2 separate regions of the Mus musculus genome follow, and region 2 is linked to region 1. The links are chromatin contacts, called in public Hi-C maps. All regions are on one chromosome and are shown on one strand. Each heading gives the region's core, a stretch centred on a gene start, on an enhancer-like site or on the middle of the called end of the contact. The rest is flanking DNA. Distances are from core to core; before and after follow the strand shown.

The links. A called contact is a pair of places that touch in the nucleus more often than the background predicts.
Region 2: a contact with region 1 is called in a Hi-C map of rod photoreceptor, with 2.0 times the contacts expected there. The contact joins the promoter of Fam120b here to the enhancer-like site in region 1. A contact is called at or near these places in 1 of 39 promoter capture datasets (the C10 cell line), 1 of 484 Hi-C or Micro-C datasets (rod photoreceptor), 5 of 115 datasets of contacts at active chromatin or transcription factors (the SCID.adh cell line, embryonic fibroblasts, embryonic stem cells and 1 more) and 2 of 9 other capture datasets (adipose tissue and pancreatic islet).

The regions. Positions count from the first base shown.
Region 1 is chr17:15,341,730-15,346,340 of GRCm38.p6, reverse strand. No RefSeq gene overlaps it. Among named protein-coding and RNA genes, the nearest start is that of Gm10510, 10 kb to the left of the region's middle. Within about 2 kb of position 3,135, at least 49 of the 459 cell types and tissues checked have an H3K27ac peak or open chromatin away from gene starts, as enhancers often do. A contact at or near this core is called in pancreatic islet and rod photoreceptor, where this site is marked.
Region 2 is chr17:15,394,965-15,398,986 of GRCm38.p6, reverse strand. It overlaps Fam120b (family with sequence similarity 120, member B), which reads right to left and starts at 2,741. Exons shown (of 11, transcript NM_024203.3): 1 at 2,427-2,741.

The DNA of each region.
Region 1 (4,611 bases), core at 1,886-4,385:
TCTTTTACTGGGGCCACCAGGCCAACAGTGCAGCTCTTGGTTCTGAGGGGCTAGGATGGAGTTTGTTGTTCATGAATTTCTGTGGTAAAGTTGAAGCTGCAGAACGCCTTATTGGTGGGACTTGGAAGACTAGAGAACATTCCTAAGAGATCCAGTTTAGGTGATGTCTCAAACTAAGGGAAGCTGAAGCAAAGGAAGAGACACCGTCAACCCTCTGAGGACCCTAGAATGCCCACTGGGAGCATTTGACATGAAACTCACCATCTACATTCTTGCCTGCCCTTCTCTGTCTTTCTGTATGTGAATGGGACACCTGAAATAACTCCAATACCATGAAACTACTAACTGAAACTACAGATTGTGATTTCATGGTTTCTGCCTCAGTTTCCCCACCAATCATCTCTTAAATCCATTGAGAAGAGTCACCTGACTATACTTGGTATTCAATTACTCCTAACCATAATGTTCAGGTCTGGTTTGGGTCTGAGCTGGCACTCAGGGCAGCAAGCATCCTCTAGACTAGGGACAGTAGACTTCTTAGATCTCTTGGTCCTCAGTGCTGACAGTAACACCTAACACAGAGTAAGATGAGAAGACAGGTTCTGCAGGAAGACAATGTTCTGTAGGCACAGTCCACCCTGTGTCCACTTTATGTCCAACTATCTTGTCCCTTATAGGGAGGCTCACTCCTTAGCCCTACTATTGCTTCTTTCCATAGCCCAAGAGATATCTGAGTGGCCCTTGTTATCAGGTCGCTGCCCCTAAAGTGACACCACCTGTACTTGTTTCAGGGATTTTGATGGCTAATATAGTATGTGTATGTGCCTGGAGTCCCGCTGATCCTTCCTTGGCCTCTCTCTGAGGGTGAGGGTTATCGATGAGGGAGATTTGTGCAACCTATGATGAAAGGAGTCCTGGTGCTAGCAAGGCTAGATTGTACCCATCCTGTTTCCAGCAGGTAAATGTGGAGGGATCAGCTAACAGCCTCAGAAGTGTGGCCTTCCAGGCTTACCCTATACTTTCTTAATGACATAGTTTTACAGTGTCCCACATGAGAACTCTAGGACAAACCTGCTGACCAACACGGGTTCCTTTGTATCTCTGCTCCTGTGGAGTGTGCACATGCTTCTTGAATCCATCCATTACTCATCCATCCATTACTCATGCCAACCCTTTTCCAGGTACCCACATGCCTGGATGCTTCCTAGTACTTACCAAGAGATTGTTGAAGGCTTTGGGTTTAAGGAATTTTTATTGGTGGGTTTTTATAGTATTCCTGGCAGTTATGAAGAGCAAGATTTCTGCTTCCAGGGATCTACCGAGAACTGGGTGACACTCAGAGGGGAACAGGAAGAGGAAGGTCCCTTCTGTAAAAGGTCACATTGCACATGCCTCCTGCTTCGTGATGTAGCATGCTTGTGCCTTGACTGCTATGAACAGCTTTCCTCTGAGTGACATCTCAGCTCTACTTCATTGTATGATACCATGAATTGAGTTCAGTAGGGATACTGTTGAAGTAGGTATCAGTATACGTCCTGGGTGTAGAGGGTTGGGCATGCTAACTGTCTTAGATATGGTTTTACTGCTGTGAAGAGACACCATGGCCAAGGCAACTCATATAAAGGACAACATTTATTTGTGCCTGGCTTACAGTCCATTATCATCATGGCAGGAAGCATGGAAGCATGCAGGCAGACATGGTGCTGGAGGAGCCAAGAGTTCTGTATCTTGATTCGAAGACAGCCAGGAGGAGACTGAGTCCACACTAGGAGGAGCTTGAGCATAATAGGCCTTGAAGCTCACCCACACAGAAACAAGGGCACACTTCCTACAATAAGGCCACACTTCCTAATAGTGCCATTCTCTATGGCCAAGTATCTAAACACATGAATCAATGGGGACCAAACCTTTCCAAACCACCACATTAACTGTAAACCTAAATCTAACCCTAATTCTGCAGAGAAGTAAAGGCCTGAAGCATCAGCAGACTCCTAATCTGTATCTGCCCCACAGACCTGTAAGAATCTTTTGCTCACAAGGCAGCAGAAACAGGGACACCCAGTTAAATGACCCAGGCTACTATGAGGTGCGAGCCGGCATTTGTTTTGAATGTGTGGGTAGTTTTAGAGCCTTGAAGCATGGCATGCATGTGTAAAACACAGAATATCTGGGCAACGACAGCTTCTTCTTTATGTTCTCTGAGGCTTTTAGGGGTTCAAAACCTCCCCACCCCACAGGGAGGGTGGCACCCAGGTGTGAGGCTTCCCTGAACTCAGAGGCCAGAACAGGAGAACCCAATGCCCTTAATCCTTCCTTCTCAGTTCACTATGTGACTAAAGATAGCATTAGAATTAGAAATAGCTTTGGGAGGAAGGACAGACGCCAGCCCTGAAAGTCCCCAGAAGCAGTGGATGTGCCTGGAGTAGACAGGAAGGTGACAGCTTGGGATGCTGAGTGCATCATCAGTCAAGCTGCATCCTGTCAACAGAAGGTGTTTGAAAAATAGATACATGAATAATGGTATTCATACGCACTTTTTACAATGTTCAATACCCGCAACAAAATCCGGAGAAGACCAATGCATCCTGTGTGTAACATTTTAAGAGAAAATCCAAGAAGGGACAGCAGGCCTGCCAAAGCCATTTCTGTCTGGACATGTTTGTGCCAGCACCCTGTGGACTGTCCCAAGCCCTCAAGCTTCCTGGGATAGAAACCTGCTCAATCAGAACCGCCTGCTTGTGAGCCTAATTGAATGTCCCCGTGCATAGGGAAGGGCTAATGGCATGGATCAATCACATAATATCTTGGATTACAGACAGACAAACAGCAAAGCTCAGCAGCATGGCGGCGAGGACAGCACCGTGGGAACAGGCAGGGCAGACAATGGCGGGGATTGACAATGTGCAGGGGAAGGCCACCTTTGGGAGAAACCGTATCTCACAGCATGGTGGGGAAAGTGAGAAATAGTGGCAGATGCTGCCAGACCATGAGCAACAGATGCCTTCTGCTGGGGCCAGCCAGCCAACCAGCGAGCTGGTGCTGAGCCGGGAGCATTTCCTCCCCACCCCCACCCTTTGTCAGAGGAGGCAGCAGATACAGGCATTGCAGAGGAATTAAGCCAGCAGATGGTGGCAGCAGGGTTTGATGAGGTCAGGGTTAGGTGTAGGCATTAATCACTGCTCCTCAGGGAGCTGGGTGTCCTGTGCTGCGTTAAGCTGACCACCTCCTCTGCCTTTTACTGTGACCCCTTCCAGCGGATGCCTGCACTCTCTTTCAACGACTGACCCTTAAATCAGCTTTTGGAGGCCTCATCCGATTTAGCAGAATCTAAAAAGAACATATGTTGAATATTTTGTTAGTTCAGTTTGCGTTTAAATAATTGATGCTGCTCAATGCCAAATGTGAAGTTTTAAAAGCCTTGCTTGCTGGTTTTGATATGTTATCTATCATCTTATTGTACGGAGTCGGCTGTTTTCGACACAGGCTGGGCGCTCAGAAGCCCTGGCAATTTTTATCTCCAGGGTTTTACGGCGGGCATCAGCTCAATGTCCCTGTTTATGTCACCGTGTGCACCTGGAGGAAGTTCTTCTAAAATGCGGATTCCTACCCGAAAGGCTATTGAACAAATGGCAGGCTCTAATTCTTGATGGCCTTCTGGGGATAGAGATTCTCTGCTAGGGACTTTCTTATGGGGACGCTTTATTTCAGTAGCAGCAGGTGCAGAGTTTGTAGGGAGGACCACAAACATGGTAGGATGCCATAGGTCTTCATGTGTGCATATGTCTGGGTGCGGCTGAACTAGTGTCTAGTGTGTATGTATGTGAGCAGTTGAGGTCTTCCTGGATGTGTGTTGGGTGAGAACACATGGACACGTCCAGTGATGGATGTTATTAAAAAAAAAATAAAGCTGTTTTTTAGTTAAATATTTTTTACATTTATTTATTTGGGGTAAGGAGGAGAGAGAAGCACTTGTGCCACGCTTCACACTTAGAGGCCAGGGAACAATTTGTGTGACTCAGTTCTCTCCTTTTATATGTGGTTCCGGGGTCTGAATTCAGGTTTTTAACAAGGCAGTAAGCGCCTTTGTTTGTTGAGCCATCCCACTGGCCCTAAACTGTTTTAAATGGTTTCCAACATGAGCTCAGAGATTCTCTGAAGTTTGTTTTGCTTCTAGGACTTGAACTATAAAGTGTGAAACAGGAACAATGTATCTTTCCTGTTTCAAGGCTCCTTCTGAGAAGTGCGGTAGTTGACAGAAAACACTGCTGGCTCCGCGGTAGGCACCTCTGCAGGCACCTCTGGGTTGAGAGGCGGCTTCTGCATGGCTGGCTGTGCTCTGAGCATGAAGCCGTAGGCTTATTGCAGAAGGGTACATGCGAAAGGATCTAGGTTCCAGAGGGCAAGTGTGAAGGGCCTTCAAGTTTTGGTTTCTTCTTAAGGTGAGAAGAAAGCTGTCCCTAGTTTTATACTTAACTACGAAACTTATTGATTATTCTAACTCGGAAACAATAGCTGCTCAGGACAATTTAGAAGCAGAGACAAGTATAAAAGTGAAGGTTTCCATCTGTGGGTATGTTCCTGTGCTGGCCTGTACACATGGCTATTCTTTTT
Region 2 (4,022 bases), core at 1,492-3,991, 53 kb before region 1:
ACTTCACCCCCAGCTCTTCCCTGTGTGCTAGGATCCAAGAGACTCGTCCTAATATGATACCAGTAATAGCCACACGGTTCATGCCAGCGATTACAGAAGCCTTCCCCATCACTCCCAACACAGAAAACAACACATGTGTGGACAGACTGACAGGAGCTTCCATTCCTCCTCTGGCCTGGCACAGCATCGGTGTCTTCCATGTTTGAGCTGCTGCCCTCTATTGTCATTAAGATGGGGGCTGTTTTTTTTGTTTTTTTGTTTTTTTTCTGTTTCAAGTATTTTCTACTAAAGCTGCTAAGACACTGGGTTTCTTGATATATTCTTATTTTCCAGGAAGCCAGGCTCAGTATATTGCTTTGGCTTTAGTCAAGTGTTTCTGCTCCTCCCTTCCCCCCATAATGGAAAGCCTGCTGTTTTAACAGAGCAGGGACCAGTTCTTCCTAGCTTTTACCCTGTTAATTTCTCACACTGTGAACCACAAACTACCTCAGAAAAGTGGCATGCACACAACACGTTTAGAAAAGGTGTGGGGACTTGTGACATTAGAAGACATCCGGTATCAAAAGGGTCTTCAATTGCTAGATATCCACAACACCCAATTCCTTCCTGGAAAGAAAACGGAACCTCATAAGGTTCAGGAAGTCCCCCAAACTTATAACATTCATAAGGACCTGCCCCAAAATTACAAACGCAGTAACTGCTCAGGAAAGGAGGCTCTCCAAATAGCCTGGGGGGCCTGCGAGTTTGTGAAGAGAGCTTCATGGATGCAGTTTTCTTGAGTTCTTATTCATGCTAGAGTGGGCTTTCAGTTACCCATGTTCCCATAAAGAACTTCAATAAACATACTGGTTTGCTAAGCTAGACTTAGTTGGAATCTATTTTTTTTATTTTGTTTTGTTTTTTGTTTCTTGGTCTGCTGTCAGTGGTCTACCTGAGGTGAACAGGCATTTCTTTATGCTTCCTGAGGCATCATCTATCACATAGCACACAACTAGTACATTCTCAATCAATCAATCAATCAATCACCAAAAGACAGCTGTGGATATTAAGTTATTATTGTTTTTCTTTATTGCTAAAAGCATGTAATGAAGTTCTTTGTTCCCTAAAGGAGTTATTACAAGATGACTGAAAAAAAAAAAACCAACATACAAATAAATTAGGAATTTTACAGCTAGACAACAGGTTAAGTCTTAATAGGCATATAAGAAGTAAATAGATGCTGAGACAAGGAAACTCTCCAAATAGCTCACTCCTACTCCTACAACATAGTCGTCCTTGTAGGCTGCTCAAAATACAGCCTGAGAGCTCTGAGAATTCCAAGCAGTAGGGTGGGCTTTTCTACCCTGAAATGTCTCCCATACGCTAGGATCAATGCTTATTTGGAAAAAATAAATGAATAAAACCAGGGGCAGATGGATGTATTAAGTGAGATCAAGAACCAATTCACAGTTTATAGACTCCCATTATAGCCAGAGAGAGCGATGGAGAGAAATAATGCCTAACAATAAAATTAAAACTATTTATACTTGGTATTAAGTTCTGTAGCAACAATTGATAGCATTATGTGGAATGCATCCTTCTTACCAAGGTGGAGTCAACTCAGAAAGTAAATGAAATTAGTTTAGTATCTGCAACACAGAAGTTACAATGCTCTACCCAATGACCAGGCCTTTCTTTCAAATACCAAGCACACCTTGAAGATGGTGGAAATGGGGAGGGGAAAACTGGGACAAGAACACTTGCAAAGCAGCAACATAAGATAAATAGCAAGTTGTAAAGGCTCTATAATTATGAACAGAGGGGTGTTGTATTCACAGTACACTGAAATCAAGGACTCCGAAGCCAAAGCTTGGATTCGTGAACTTTTCATTATCAGTTCCATAAATATATCCAGACTCCAGTTCAGAGATAAGAGTAGAGTCTTTGAGTGTGGAAAATAAATGATTTCAAATGCTCTCCACGTAAGTTTTTTGGGGGGGGCCAAAGGTGTTCACAGATATAAACGTCTGGAAGACTGGCTGAACAGATATTTTTTTTAAACTGGGAGGTGCTATAGTCAAGGTGGGGGCAAGAGAAATAACGCATCAGTTGCTGGTGCCTTTCAAAAACAGGTAAAGAAAAAAGTAGCCAGGCGTTCGTACACTAACCTAATGTCAGTCGAGGTCAGGAGCTATCCTCTAATGGATGGGAGATAGGGAAAATGATGAGAGACATTGGACGTGGGTAACAGCAAGTCCCTAAGGTGGAAAGATCTGAGAGCATATGTAGGCCGAAATCAAACGGATGGTCCCCTCCCCAGAGGAACTCAACACAGCTGAGGCCCAGCCCCTTCGCCTCTCCATCACTTAAGGTCCTACAACCTCCCAACCTGGTTTCCAGTTACCAGTTCTTCCCTCCCCAGCCGCTACCAGAGTCTGAGAGTCTACCTCGCTGGTCCTCAGTGTCCTGCAGCTGGGCTCAGGAAGAGTCTCCACCCCGCTCCACCTGCAAGTGGATGGCTGCCTCTCCCCTCCACCCAGGGAGGAACAGCCAGGACGCAGAGAAGCCAGGATGCGGAGGGGCGTGGCCACGGCGAGGATAGTGGACTTGATGCTGGAAGGAGTCTGGGGTAGGGAGATGCGACAGCAGAGATCCAGGGCCGATTCCCCAGCCTGGCCTACCCAAAGCTCAGCAGTGGCCGCAGACTGCGTCAACCAGATTTCAGACCCACAGTCTACGGCGTGCTCACTTCCGCTTCCGTTATTGAACTTCCGCCCGGAGAAGTGTCTGGTTAGACAAAGTGAAGCTTGTGCTTATATAACTGGAAGTAAAGGACGAAGAGACGAAAGGGATGTAGTACGCAAGCGCTAGAGCGGGAGGCGAAGTGGGTGGCACCCAGGAAGAAGGAAGCTTTAACCCGTTGCCTAGCAACCGGGGAATAGCCTAGGACGCCTGCACGCCGCTGGATAGCCGGACTGGGAAAAGTGTGTTTGTCCCATAGGCTAAGTCTTCAGGCTGAGTGGCAGCCTGCACTAGCACTGGGTGCCTTGCTCCGGTAATGCACGCACACAGGCTGCAGCGGATAGTCACTGGAAACCCTTTTAAATGCCACAGACCACAGCTTGCAACCACGCAGAGTATGGGAAGCTGCGAGGATCCTGGTTTGGTCTTGAATCCCCTTAGGAGTACCAGTACTGAAAGGCGGCACAGCTTGGACAAGGAGCATCAAGGGCCGAGAGTCCACTTACAGAGTTGTCATAGGCAATAATGCTGGTCATTTTATTGGGTGAAGTGGCCATCCTTGTGGGCTACATTCAGGCTGTCTAGTATTTTGGATGGAAATCTCCAATAAGCTAAAGCATCCTTTGTGTCGGTAGCCCCCAACTTGGGGTGCTGGAAACATTTGGATCTCAAGATTACAGTTTTAGCTGTTGAGTCACAGCTTGTGCTAGCCTTATGGTAGAGGGGTTCTCTGCCTTTAGCTTTACAGCTCCAGGATGCGTCCTCAGCTGCCAGAGGTAGCAACTCGGTGACTTTCTGGGACTCTTTAGAGCAGCTGGCGCTTGCATTCAGTAGTGTTTTATCTTTTGCAGTTTCTGTTCTCCTCTATGCTATACTTTCCCAACACTCCCGTAGTCCTTCACAGTCTTAGCACTCCATGGCCTCTACAACAGCCCTCTATTGGTTTCTGTTGGGTGCTGTACCTGTTCTTTATGCAACCGACGCAAGCTACCCTACCCGGGATCAAGACTACAAGGAGGCATCAGTACCACTTGGAGTAAATTTTATTGGCAGCACAGGGGCAACTTGCAGAAAAACAAAGCAAAGCAAACAACCACAACAAAAAACTTTCTCCTGTATACTGCCATTGGGCTGGGGTCACTGAGTAGGGTGATCTAAGAGCCATCTCAAGGTGTCATGGTCAGTTTCCCAAGGCCATGAAACTGCTGGGTGGTGGTTGATTGTAATGGTTCCCCTGACTGAAACAAAGTCTCTGTGGCATCTACAGTTGCCGTGAAGTCTTCTCTGGACATTGGTAGCTA